4 separate regions of the Zea mays genome follow, and regions 1, 2 and 3 are each linked to region 4. A link is a contact called in public Hi-C data. All regions are on one chromosome and are shown on one strand. Each heading gives the region's core, a stretch centred on a gene start, on an enhancer-like site or on the middle of the called end of the contact. The rest is flanking DNA. Distances are from core to core; before and after follow the strand shown.

Region 1 (3,467 bases), core at 771-3,270, 340 kb after region 4:
ATAGCCATTTTGGACATGGATCTTCAAAACACACCTTTGTCCTGTTTACAATTTGACCATTTCCATGTGAGAAAAGTAAATAAGTTTATACAAGTTTAAAAGGCTGAGCACACACATTGACATTATATATTTTAGAATGAAGGAAGCATCTCAACTCGACTCCAACAGTTCAATGACAGTACCATGGAGGTTCCTAGGGAGACAAGCAAGAGGAATTGCATAACTTGTCAAATTGTAAACACAACAACACAGTTAGATATTGCTAACTGTTCAGGGGAACACACTGACTACCACAGTGGGCGCAATTACAGCGAGGTAAAGACAATAAGGAATTCATGGTCCATGGTTGCTGAGCGCTTGAGACAACTGCTGTCTTTTTTTTTTTTGCTTTCTTTCGATGGCCAAATGATACTAGGCTTCAGTCATGAGTCAGTATGTCACAGCCTCACAGGCCTAAATATGGGCCACCATGTCGGGCCTAGTGGCCCAACTGAGGCCCAACACCAGGCCCTGATGAGCCGCGGCCTCTACTGCCCCTAGAATCCCTCCCGCACTGGAGAATCCGGAATAGATGGAAACTCAAAGGTAATCTTCAATAAGCTTGGAATAAATAAAATATAGCTTGTTTAGAAAATAATGATAGAGTTTGTTTAAGAAAGAAGATTGGTTTGTTAGGAAACAAGATTACAAATCTATAAGAATGATGCTTGGGATACAAGTCCTATAGGAACTATAAATAATTAAATATAGGGGCAAATAACTATTTCAGTCTAAGCAAGAATAGAGTTATTGCTCCCTCCCTCCCTCTCCCTATGCTGCCCCTCCCCCTCTCCCACGCCGTCCACCATTTTTCAAGTACGTCAAATAATTCCAAGGAGGAACAGAGCATTAATAGGCAGAAAACTTTGAAAGTTTGATCCAGCAAGCTTTCAACTGCTAAGTAGAATCTGGAAAGCTAAACCACCATAGACCCTCAGATATCCTCATTCTAGTCTGATAGGAATGATTTAAAGGACAAACGAAATGAATTTCCCACATAGTCTCTTCAATCATGTGCTGGTAACTATGCATGGCTTAAGCATTAAGGATGCTAAACTGTCTAACGTGATATGGACTTCTACAAAAACATACATTTTTGAAGTCCAAGTCACACTCACGTTAAGAACAGTTTACACTAAGATTAACGGCTTAAACGAATGTGCTGACTGATATTGTCTAGCATCATTGCATTGCGTCCTGAACGATTTCTAAATGCCATTTACACAAATACCCAGAGCACATCGTGCTCTCCATTTATTGTGATTAAACAATCACAAGTAAAATGTGCACTGCTATGCAGCAATAAAAGAGAAACATGTTGTATGGTTTATGGTTATAACTTTTCACAGTTCATTCGATCAAGGAAGCAACAATATCAGAACAAAAGATTCGGTAACATAATAATCTGGGAAATTTTTAACTGCTATGGAAGGTACCTGCTCCCCATCATCCCCAATCGACGATGGCAACGGAATTCCCGTTCCTGCCCCTTCCTGAAAGCGCGAGGTTAACAATTTTAGTCACCGAATGAACAAGGTCTAACGAGTGTGCCAACTGAACCAATGTCGCCATGTAATTGTAACCCCCATAACCAAGCGGTACACGCCATCATGAAATTCGCAGGTTTTGGACTCTGCGTGTGCGAAAAGACACGGCAATATCAGTTCAGTCACGTACCGGTGGCGCGTCGGGGATGCCGTCGTCAGAGAGGGTCTCTGCGGGCGGTGCGGCCGCGGCCCGGGAGCGGAGGGACGCGCCGCGGAGGGAGGACGGGAAGGAGAGAACCGAGGGGCTAGAGTTTGCGGTGCAGCGATGGAGGAAGAGGAGGGGGAGCGGGGAGGAGGTGGAGGTGGGGACGGCCATGGCGAGGGGAGGGGGGGTGAGGAAGCCGTTTGCCGCGTTGGGTTTTGGAAGACCTCTGCTTCGCTATCGCGGTGTGTTATCCGGTTCCAGGGGCATTTGCGCTCGAGCCCCTCCAGCTTTGTTACTTTCAAAGCGAGGTGTCTGGTGGCAAACATGGGCGAGTTCTGTCTCCTCTAGCATTACTTTCGAAGAAGATCATGAATGATTTGTTCGGAAAGGAAGATCGTGGAATTGGATATTACTGTGACCTCAGCTAAAAGTGTCGATCTGGCTGGCATAAACTTGATCGTTTCAAGGAACAATCAGTTACCTTCTTCTTGCCTGGATAGACTGTCCATACCAGCGCTCAAATAGGAGAAGCTACATTCACAGCTCCTGGCACGAGGCAAAAGAAATACAGAATGATGAGCCATAGAGGTGGCCAAACTAACTCTACTACAGACATACATCTACAGAGCACCAGCTATTCACTTCCCTTCTTTATCCCGGCCATCACCACAATCCCCAGCACTCCTTTTTCCCAATCCCCTTGAGAGCAGCTACAAGATCTAAGCCCGACTGCTGCCCACGAAGCCTTGAATATGATGGAACGGTTGCAGTAGCAGCCCCCCCCCCCCCCCCCCCCCCCCCCCCCCCCCCCCCCCCTGGTTAAGCTGCCTGCTGGTGCTGGGAGATGGAACTGTATTTGATTTGTTCGACAATCGATCACCAAAAGTTGGTTTCGCTGTGATGACTGTTCTATCAGAATTCATAGCACGTGATGCCTCATTAAGGTTGAATCCATGAACGTTCGTCTTGTCCCGATCAGATTTAGGAGAGGTTGAGAAAGGGGAATTTGGTGACTTCTGTGAGAGCAGTAACCTTACAGATCTCTGCCAGAGTTTTGCGCTTGTCCTCAAGCTGACAAACATGCCAGATTTAGCAGCAGCAGATAAGCACTTATTAACAACCACCTCACCAATATGAGCTGCAAGTTCCTTAAGAGTCGACATACAATATTTCAAAAACGGAGATTGGTTTTCTGCATAATGCTACAGTAAGTTCAGATCATCTGACACCTGAGCAAATTTATTCACCTAGAGCAAGCTGCAAAAATCGGGGCATATGAATAGCTATTGAGTTGCTGTTAAGTGGTTGACTCAGTTTCAGAGATTCGCCAAGCATTTTGATGCATTTTCCTATCTCTTTTGAGGAAGATTGCTAGGTGTAGAGATTTCCTGTTCACATAGAAGACAGAAGGTGAATTGGTTGTGATTGATAAAATTAGTGTGACATGAATAGTATACCAAGTTTCAGATATTTGCCAGGTACTTTTAAAGTTCTTTCCTTTCCTGCTATTTTTTTCTGAGGAAGATTGTTAGCAAATAGATTTGTTGGCTATGTAGCAGAGAGAAGATGACTCAGTTCTAATCAACCAATATAGCATTAAATGAAAATACATTCCACACAAAGTGTTTGCGTAACAAAGACCGAACATAACCGAGCTGACGATCATTCGGTTCATTGGCTGGCAACAAAGCATCTTTAAAATCGTTTGGGGTGAATTCAGGTATTCCCAACGGGGT
Region 2 (3,123 bases), core at 23-2,522, 270 kb before region 4:
AAAGAAACGGTAAATTGTTTTGAATAATCAATCTAGCTTAGAGATAGGCTTATTGTGACTGATACTTACAAAGACCGTACTGAGGGTCCAGCTTGGCTAGATTGGCGTATCCAATGCTCTACAATATCATGTCCGACAACCAATCCAAAGGAGTCACGGGTTAGACAAGGACGAGCGAGAGAGAGAAAAAAAAACTCGATCCACATCCACATCAGAAAATTTCAAGGCAAAATCTACATATGTATGGTCTTTCAAGTAGATATATGGTGGCTTCCTCACTAGTAGTATAACTGATGTTTTGTCTCAGGGTTCATTGCTTTAGAGATTTAGTGCAAGAAACACACTTGTCAGTTTTCACCTGAAGACGTGTTGAATTCAATTCTAGCTTGTTGGTTGTTATTTCTTGCTGAGATCACTATTCAGCAAGCGAAGACGTGTGTAGTAAAGTTTCTGAGAGCAACCAGAGCTAAAATTAAACCTGACGCGTGAATTGAGCAAGCAAGCGTGTGAACATGACATGACCGCCTACAATACATACCTGAGGGATGCCAAGGCTGGCAAGAGTGAGGCCGGCCATGACGTCACTCCTGAAGGACTCGAGGGTGTAGCTCCTCCCCCACTGCAGCACCGGGAACACGCACTGCAGCGCCGTGAGGACCCACGCGCGGCGCGGCGGCGGGCGGCCACCGGCGCCAGCAGCGGCCCCGGCGTGGGCGCGCGGCCGGAACGCCTTGCCGACCACGCCGACGAGCTCCTCCCGCAGGCTCGGCGGGCTGGGGCTATTCAGCACCAGCTTCGCCGTGTCCGGCGGCCGCCGCTGCTTGCTGGATACTACCTCGAAGACAGACACGGCGGCCGACGACTCGACCGCTGCCGAGGCCTCCATGGCTGGAGCCTGGATGAAGTGTTTGGGGAAACTCGGGAGCTGGAGCTCCCTTGGCTTTAAAAGGGTTTCTTGGTTCTGGCGGCTGGACGGAGAATCTTGCGGTACGGTTGGCATGACAACGATCACATGCGCAGCTGGCTAGAATTCCTCTCCCCCTCCTCTCGTGTAAACATCACCGGCCCTAGCCTAGGAGACGATGGATCATGCATATGGACGGACGGGACGAAGATATGGGATGATTCTCTGGCAAGAGGCCGTGGGTACGGTTAGAGGAAGAAGACATCCATCCCGTCCCCGAGCGTGGATGAGCCCCGTCCCGGCCGGGGGAGGAAATGCTCGATCACTTGCAGGGGCGTGGTGTGGACGCCGGAGCAAATTTGACATGCTGCTATATATGGGCTGCCTGGCCGGGTGTGGTAGACTGGTAGTGGATTGCTATGGACCATGCCACAAAGAAGGCCACATGCATCATCAGTCATCTGTTGCTCACCGGAGTGGGAGGCGTTTCGCGGAGTGCCTTTTGCACTTTTTCTTCGCCTGCCGCCTGCGATGATTAATTGAATGTGATGCTGCAAATGTATTAACAGTACTTCCTCCGTTCAATTTTTCATACCCTCTTCTCCGTCTGTATCAAACTAAGGGGCGTTTGTTTCATATTAAAATCAGATTCTGTCCGTCAAAATCAGCTTCTAGGTAAACGCTTCGCTACTTAACCCGCTTCTGTGAAAATTGCTTTCATGAAAATCGTCTAGATTAATGTGAACATCAAATCCATCACTTCCTAGATCTAATTAAACCCTATTCAGATCTTTCTTCGCACGTAAGGCTCACAATATTTGGATTTTCTCCATTGCTGAATTCTCTAGAAATCTAGGTTCTTAGAATTGCGATTGCTCGTCGGAAAAAGCTAAGGCCTCGTTTGTTTCGTTGGAATTCAATTCCATTTTAATAATTATAATTTACACAAAACTAATTAAATTCATATATTTATATATGTAATATATTTATATATTATCCTAAATCATATAAGAGAGATAGTTATATACTACTTTATGTTATAGCGAAGCAAGTAGAAGAGTGTGCTATAAGTTGTACATCGGAAAAATAGTATGCAAATTTATAGAATCAATTTTCATTTCTCATCCCATAAATTTGAGATAGACTTATATGATAACTTTAGAAAGTGGTAGAATGTCACATCCTAAAAAAATAGTCTATTCCATTAGTAAGATTCCAATTCCTGAAAATAAAAGGAAACAAACGGGGCATAAACCAAACTTACCGTAAGCATCGTTCTCCTTTTCTGAAAAAGCATCATCTTTTGTCTTTAACTAAATATATAAGGAAATATTAATATAGTATCGCTAAACATATTTCGATTATACAATCACGAGACTTATTAGAGATATTATTAATATTTTTATAAATTTAGTCACACTTAAAGAAAGTTGGCCGACACGAATACCATAGCGAGAATTGTTTTGAGATAGAGAAAGTAGTGAAGTAATGTATCTTAGAACCGATAGAGTACTACTATTATTATATATATATGAATGGGACCGAGTTGGAGTGAAAAATAAATGATACCGAACCATTTGGAATAAAATAACATGGGACAGATAATACCAAAAGCAGATAAGAGCATGTCTCTAAAAATTTGGACATAATTATGTATATCTATATCTCTTATAAAGCTAATCGTCATTGCAAATTCTATCTCAACATACAACCTATATACATGTCATCTCCCACTGATAACTATATCATCCTACTTTCTTCCAACCTCTTAATACGAGCTATCGGCATTATCTCCACGAAACGCAAGGAAATATAGAACCTATTGGGGGTATGCTTCATAGCCGAAGTTCCTAAAAAAGAGAACACCTTCGGCAGATCCTATCAGAAGCAGAGCCGAAGCTATCACCTATAAAGCTTCGGCACGGTGACAAATCTCAAGACGAAGGGGTGAACCGACTCAAAAATCAAATGACTTAAAAGACCCGCAATGTTTTGTGTCATTATTATAGTCGATTGTAAGGGGCATAAATGTAATTTTACACAGGTTACGCCCTGTGCCTATAAATAGATAAACAGTACCCCTGCACTGTTCACGTAATCCTGTAGCTGCTGATACATTACGCTAAAATTATTGTTTTCTGCCAAGACAAAGGTATAAATATACTTGAATACTATATTTTAATATTTAAGTTCACATAATAAAATGTGCGAATAGTGAT
Region 3 (3,493 bases), core at 825-3,324, 260 kb after region 4:
ATTCATACACACTAATAGAGTTACCATGTAAATGTATAGAGACGCTTGGAAGAATCACCGATAGTCTAATCTTGAGTTTGCTTGGTGTTGCGTTGATCCATTGGATTGAGAACTACTACTCACGAAGGCGTATAAATACAATATGGACTTGAACTAGTCTATATCAAATCCAAAACATAATACATGATTAAAACATGCTATTCAATATCTATGCTCTAGTGGTTTGAAGCAGTCATCATGACCATGAGTCAACTATCAAATCTGCTTACCGAATATGTTCCGTTACTGGTTGAAGCAGAGGCTTATATATCCAACTCTACTTGGTCAAAGTCTGTACATGGATAGTGGAGTACTGTATAATTATAAAGTCTCCTGCAGGATAGACTTCTAGAGTGTTTGGTTTAAAGAATGAGCTAGTCTATCATCTTCTTACTCTTTTTTGGTTTGCGAAATGAAATGAGTTGATCCATCACCAAATCATTCCTCATTTAGTTAGTACTAATATGAGGAATGTGGTCATCTGGTCATCTCACTAAATTTGAAGAATGGATCTATGATGCATCACTTTATTTAGAATTTAGTGATTCTTCAAAGCGAACATCTCATTTATGTCCTGCTTGGGGTTTTATAAGTTTAGGGAGTTTGGAAACCACATTTTTTCAATGGTTTTTTTCTTTTCTCAAGGGAAATTAGTTTATTTTCCCTTGAAAAATTAAAAATCCCATAGAAAAATGCGGTTTGCCAAACTAGCCCTTAGGAGAAGAAACGAAACATGCGGACACAATAATTTATAGCTTGAAAGTATATGTACAAGCAACCGATAACTTATCAGATGCATATAGTATTGTTATTCCCCTCACGCAAAACAAAGAAAAATATGGAGTTGCTCTAGGGCTCAATGCCTAATTGAGCTCCCTCTTTATGCAATGCAGCAACGGCAATGCACCTATCTCTCAATAACGACTTGACTAAATATCTTCTGGGAGGGAAACTCTCCTGCACTAAATATTTGCAAACAGACCCTCTGGAAGTTATCAAATCACGTAGTCCGACCACCCTTGCTCCATGGTGACCCCAGGCTGCTCTTCCGGCCGCCGCTGCGGCGCCGCCTTCTTCCCGACCGCCTTGGCGGGGTTCCCGACGGCCGTGGTCCCCTCCGGCACGTCCCGTAGCACGACCGCCCCTGCTCCAATCTTCGCCCCGGCTCCAACGCGCACATTGCCGAGCACGCTGGCGCCGGCGCCGATCAGCACCCCGTCCCCGACCTTCGGGTGCCGGTCGCCGGACTCCTTTCCCGTGCCGCCGAGGGTGACGCCGTGCAGGATGGAGACGTCGTTCCCAACGACGGCCGTCTCGCCGATGACGATGCCCGTGGCGTGGTCGAACAGGATCCCCGAGCCAATGCGCGCGCCGGGGTGGATGTCGACGCCGAACACCTCGGACGCGCGGCTCTGGAGGAGGAAGGCCGGCGCGGAGCGGCCCTCGCACCACAGCCCGTGCGCGGCGCGGTGCGCCTGCAGGGCGAGGAAGCCCTTGTAGTAGAGGAAGCAGTGCACCATCCGGCCGCAGGCCGCGTCGCGGTCGCGCGCCGCGCGGAGGTCGGCGCGCGCGGCGCGGCCGGACTCCGGGCGCGCGGCCAGTGCGGCGGCCAGGAGGTCCCGGAGCGCGTCCTGCGGCAGCGCGCCGGGGACGCAGAGCTTGGCCGACAGGTGCGCGGCGAGGGCGGCCTCCAGCGACGGGCGCGACAGGACGAGGTCGGCGTAGTACTTGCGGAGCAGAGGCTCGGCGTCCGCGTCGGCCTGCGCCTCCGCGCGCAGCTCGTCCCAGACGTCGTCGTCGTCGCCGCCGCTCGCGGACGCCGGCGCGGCGGCGGCGGCGGCCACCGCGCGGTCCGTGGCGCCGTCCGGCAAGTAGCGGTAGATGGCGCCGGTGAGGCGGCCGGCGTGCGTGGGGTGCCACTTGTCGACACAGGCAGCCATGCGTGCGGGTGCCGGCGCGAGAGCAGAGGAGGCTGGAGGAGGTCTTGGGATCTTGGTTATCGGTGATGGAGCGAGCGACTAGCGACGGCTGGGAGGTTGTGGCCGCTTAGACAGGGCAAGGTGTTTGCGCTCCTATATATACGTGTCTGCCTGCGGCGGCGGAGGCAGGCAACCGAGAAGGCGAAGTTTCGAGGAAGCAGACTGCGTCTGGGTTACAGGTGCGTGAAGCGTGACAAAAAAAATGTATACGTGGGGCAACCATCTGCTCATATAGAATTTCTTATTCGACAAACAAACAAAAAAATTTGCTCTTTTTCAATTTAGCATCCAACCTTCAAATCTTTCTTATTTAACATCCAAAAGATTTATAATGATGCCAGATAATAAAACTAAAGTTATTTTTGGGTGCCAGATACAGATAATGAAACTAAAGTTACGAACAATCCCAATAACGGACGGAACAAGAAGCTCTAGAAACTTAGGGTTTGTTTGGTTGGACTGTGACCGTGAAAAAAAGTTGCTGTAGGCTGTGAGCCGTGGAAAAATCTGTTGTGGGGTGTGAGCTGTTAAAAAGCTAAAAATCGTTTGGTGGAAACCACTAAAAGCCGTTAAAAGTTCTTCGATATATGTTTTCACAGTTCATCCAAAAGCCACTAAAAGCAGGTTCAGGGATGCTTTCAGTTTTGCACTGCGAGAAAGTCGGCATTTAGAAAAAGCTGCTTCCTGAATCTAGACCTTTGGTTTGGCTAGCCAAAGCAAAAGCTAAAAGCCAAACAAAACACATCTTTAAGCTCCCCTTGAAAATAAAAGGCTTTTTTTTGGAATTTAGGTCGAGTACCTATCCTTACTAAAGATAATGTAGCCAAAAGACGTTGGAAAGGTAGCTTGACTTATAGCTTTTGCAATTGTAATGAGTGTATTCACCATCTCTTTTTTGACTGCTATATGGTCAGAAACATATGGAGAATAATTTACTTTGCCTTAAAAATAGACAAGCATGTTGGCATTAATCATATAATCGGGTTTTGGGGAAGCAATAGGGGTCCAGGATACAAAAAAAATATTACTCCTACAAAAGACGGAATCACAACAACAAATCCTTGATGTTTGTCAAGCGTTGAAAGCCGTGGTGATAGAAGTCTTTGCAAATCATGGATGACGCTTAAATGCAAGAATTGATGATGACTAGAGTGATTCACATTCTCGTCATTTTTTTGCTTCTTTGAGTTAGTTTCATTATCCAAGCAACGTTTCTTTCGGATGTAATAGTTGTCTTGTGTTGCGTGTACGCATGTATTACCATGCTAAAACAGGAACTCATGTTTCCCTTATATAAAAAAAATACAGAAATGTATCATTTATTAATTTGCCCTGCACATCTGTGTTCTTTCGTGGCAAAGCTACTAGTAGCTGCTTTGCTGACTGTACCGTGTGCGTCAACCCTCATGTGTGGGCCAGCGCCAGCACATAGCGTTTGCGTTTTGACACTCTACGTGGTTACATGCTGAGACCGT
Region 4 (3,469 bases), core at 319-2,818:
CAAATACATGGCCAGTAGAACTGGCGGCTCATGCACCATCCGTGTCGGCTCATGCACTATCCGTGACCTGTGTTTCCCTGATCACACGTTGCATTAAACCTTTGATCTTTTCCCGCTGTTCAGAGCACGTATTTCTGATGTGGGCACACACCCTATTAAATGGAGTGGACTGCGCCGAACTGGTGTGGCTCACGTACTGTCCGTGATCTACCTCAGTTCCTGCACTGCATGATGGAGAGGTGGCATTGGCATGCCAGTTCTAGTAAACCCATGTGATGTTTCTCCTCTTGGCATGCATGGACGTGAGATTAACTAACTAAAGCATGCATCGCGGTATATTTTAAGCTGAATCAAAATTTATTTGCCCATCAGTAGTCCAGCTAGTTATATATATTACAAGATAACATTTGGAATTACAATGCTGTCGTCGTGGTGATCGGAAATTTTGGGATATAATAATCATGTTCCCATCAAATTAAAATATGTAAACCGCAAAGGATTGTACTACGTGGTACACGTTTTCGTGGTTGACTGAACAACTGGTAGCACTCCACATATTGTTAGCTAGCATTATTGTCGAAATGCATAGATAGTATATAGCCTTCAAAGTAGTGGACGCTATAGTACCGTCGATGTTATTTTTCACTTTTGCGACTAGTGCACTTGTTGATGATGAGTGATCTACCAATATCCTTTTTTTCTCTACTTCGTGTAATTAAGTCTGTTAGTTACTTAAGTTGTAAATAATACCTTTGAGATACGATGCGGATTTATATCATCGATCTAGGAAGCCTCATATATAGTAAAAGTACCCAAGCAGTTACAAGGCAGGCCGCGAGACGACAGAAGAAGTACGTAGTGCTAGCTAGCTGCAAATAAGGCCGGGAAACTGACAAGCCATACCAAAAAAAAAAGCAACGAAAGAACAGCACGGCCATACGTGCTTATTATAGAAGAGATTACAGATGGAGCGAGGTATCGACATCTATATCAGTCCTATAGCCCGAATTCTGCGCTCCTCCCCACGATGAGCTCGGCGGTAGTGGCGGCGGCGACGTCGTCTGGACGACGACACCACCACCGGTGGCGCCGAGGCCGTGGCACGCGTGTCCGCGCAGCGGCCTGGACGGCCGGATCAAGTCCGGGTGCAAGAACCACCTCGGGTGGTCGTTGGCGTTGGCGGCCTGTTGGAGGCCGAGGCTGAGAGCCGACGACAGGGACGACGAGGACGACGGCGACGAAGCGGTGCGGTTGGTGGTGGTAGTAGTAGTATCAGCAGCGTGCACCCTCTGCAGCTCCCTGCCTTCCCTCATCTCCTTCACCTTCTGCAGGTTTCTGAACCTCTCCTGGAGGAGAGCTATGGAGGACGTGTGGATGATGGAAGGGGAGGCCTCGCTGGCGCCGTGCCTTCTCATTGGACTGCTAGGCTAGCGGCTAGCTATTAGGCTGCAGCTTCAGTCGTGACTCGCTTGTTGGGTTGGGTGTGTGGACTGATGATGTGAAGGGCCGGGGGTTGTATCTATCGGTCTGTTTGGAGCTAGCTAGCAAGCAAGCAGGTAGCTGCAGCCGGTCGAGGTGGCTGAGCTGAGATATATGGGGTATATATAAGGGGGGGAAGGGCGTGGTGTCCTCTTGCTGGTTGCTGCGCTCACGCACTCACACACTGATTGCATGTGTTTCTGTGCCCAACTCCAATGGATTCCAATACAGAGGAGTAGCAATTTGCAGTGGAGAAGGAAAGGGAATCAGGGTGAGGCATGGAAAGTCCAAGGGGGAAATGGCCTGGCGGGGTATGGTGGGGCCGGGGGAGGGTTTGGTGATTGGATGTGAAGGCTGAGGCGCCACTTTTAAAAGGTAGTACTGGGTAGAGGGCGGGGAGGTAGTACAAAACCAGCGTGGAGGCTAGCGCTTGGCGCGAGATCGCGCGCGGGAATATGGCCATATAGGATTTTGCGATGGCGTTTGTCATCTAACCCTTGCCATGGAAGCCGGTGGTGGGGGCCTTTTTCTTTTTATTTGCTGCTGCCTCTCTCCTTGTCGTCCCCGCCCTCCTTGTTCCTCAATCTTTATCCCTGCCTTTGTTTGATGTCATGGATCGGGACAGGAGCACCCCCAATGCAAGGCGGTGAACCGTTCCAACTCCGCTTCTTTGTTTAACCCCCGCTCCCCCTGGGAGGTTTTGGTGCGGCGCGTGTGTACTGTGTAGTAGGGGGTGAGATCGAGTCGCTTTGATGCTTTCTGTTGTTTGGTTGCAGGGCTTCTAGTGTCCGGGCGAAGCATGGGTTAGTGCTTCGACCAGCCGACCAGCCAGATGAAGCGTTAAGATTGCCTTAAACAACATTACCGGCTCTCTGACTCATGGATTCTGTTTTTATTTTTTTTACCTGGAACAGTTGGACTGTTATTGGAGCAAGTTGAGGCTTTCCGGTGGGTTAGGTTTAATTAACCTCATTACATATTCTATACATGGTACGGTGTTTTAAAAATGAGGTCAAATATGCATGCAAGAATCCTATAGCTAGGCCCAAATCATCATCATTATCGTCATATGTTTGCCAGAGGGCGAAAAAAACAAACACTACCGGACTCTATGCATGATATAATCTCTCTTCTCTACCCCAGCTCAGCTGTGCTAGCTGTAACAAGCATGCATAAGCAACCAAGCCCGGCCGCCTCATGCACGGTTTAATTCCTCTACTGCCAAAACCGACTGGTTTTAGGCCATGTTTGTTTGAGAGCTTCTCGATCTAAAACGGCAGAAGCTGAAACAAACAGGTAGCTTTTTGTTTAAAGTCAGAAGCTCGGAAAATATGAGTTTATACAGTAAGCCTGATTTTATTGGCTTTCTGTAGTTTTCTAAGTTTAATAAGCTAATGATTATATATTTATACGTGCTACGGTGTTTTAAAAATGACGTAAAGTATGCATGCAAAGTGTCCTAGCTAGGCTAAATCATCATGGTCGTCATCATATGGGTTTTGCCATAGGGGGAAAAAACAAACACTACCGGACTCTGTGCATGATCTCTACCCCAGCTGTGCTAGCTAGCTACCCGCAACAAGCCAACAAGCATGCATATCAAGCAAGCCCGGCGGCCTCACGGTTTAGTTTCTCTACTGCAAAAAAAAAAAAAAAAGTAGTTGGCTTTTAAATGCACTAGAGCTAATAGTTAATTGATATAAAAATTGATAGTGAAATTAGTTAACGATACATAACTAGCTAACTATTAGCTAATTTCCTAAAAATGCCTATATCTGCTATTACCTAGCCTGTTTGTATACTAGGCCGTTCAAACATCTCCTTCATTTCAACTAATTTTAGCAGTTAACTATTAGCTTTAGTAGATTCAAAAACCCCTTAAACCTAGTTTGGATACTCTAGCATTGAGCTCAATCTACATGTATTGAAGTGAATTGAGTTTAACCTAATTTACGCTTCAATACAGCTCAACATACGTGAATTAAGGTAA

What was found. Hi-C and Micro-C count contacts between places; a contact is called where the count stands out from the background.
Region 1: a Hi-C map of bundle sheath shows a contact between it and region 4, with 2.7 times the contacts expected there. The contact joins the promoter of LOC103632450 here to the promoter of LOC100502211 in region 4. A contact is called at or near these places in 5 of 25 Hi-C or Micro-C datasets (bundle sheath, ear, leaf and 1 more).
Region 2: a Hi-C map of bundle sheath shows a contact between it and region 4, with 3 times the contacts expected there. The contact joins the promoter of sfp3 here to the promoter of LOC100502211 in region 4. A contact is called at or near these places in 4 of 25 Hi-C or Micro-C datasets (bundle sheath, ear, leaf mesophyll and 1 more).
Region 3: a Hi-C map of ear shows a contact between it and region 4, with 6 times the contacts expected there. The contact joins the promoter of LOC541959 here to the promoter of LOC100502211 in region 4. A contact is called at or near these places in 6 of 25 Hi-C or Micro-C datasets (bundle sheath, ear, endosperm and 2 more).

The regions. Positions count from the first base shown.
Region 1 is chr1:24,109,166-24,112,632 of Zm-B73-REFERENCE-NAM-5.0, reverse strand. LOC103632450 (30S ribosomal protein S10, chloroplastic) reads right to left here and starts at 2,020. Exons shown (of 3, transcript XM_008654259.2): 1 at 1,717-2,020; 2 at 1,476-1,532. The coding sequence starts at 1,902. It also overlaps the pseudogene LOC118473496 and the pseudogene LOC103632438.
Region 2 is chr1:24,726,880-24,730,002 of Zm-B73-REFERENCE-NAM-5.0, reverse strand. sfp3 (sulfate transporter3) reads right to left here and starts at 1,272. Exons shown (of 12, transcript NM_001309873.1): 1 at 539-1,272; 2 at 70-118. The coding sequence starts at 1,000.
Region 3 is chr1:24,197,227-24,200,719 of Zm-B73-REFERENCE-NAM-5.0, reverse strand. LOC541959 (serine acetyltransferase 2) reads right to left here and starts at 2,074. Exons shown (of 1, transcript NM_001111613.2): 1 at 810-2,074. The coding sequence starts at 1,979. The coding sequence ends at 1,035.
Region 4 is chr1:24,452,767-24,456,235 of Zm-B73-REFERENCE-NAM-5.0, reverse strand. LOC100502211 reads right to left here and starts at 1,568. Exons shown (of 1, transcript NM_001196688.1): 1 at 786-1,568. The coding sequence starts at 1,415. The coding sequence ends at 960.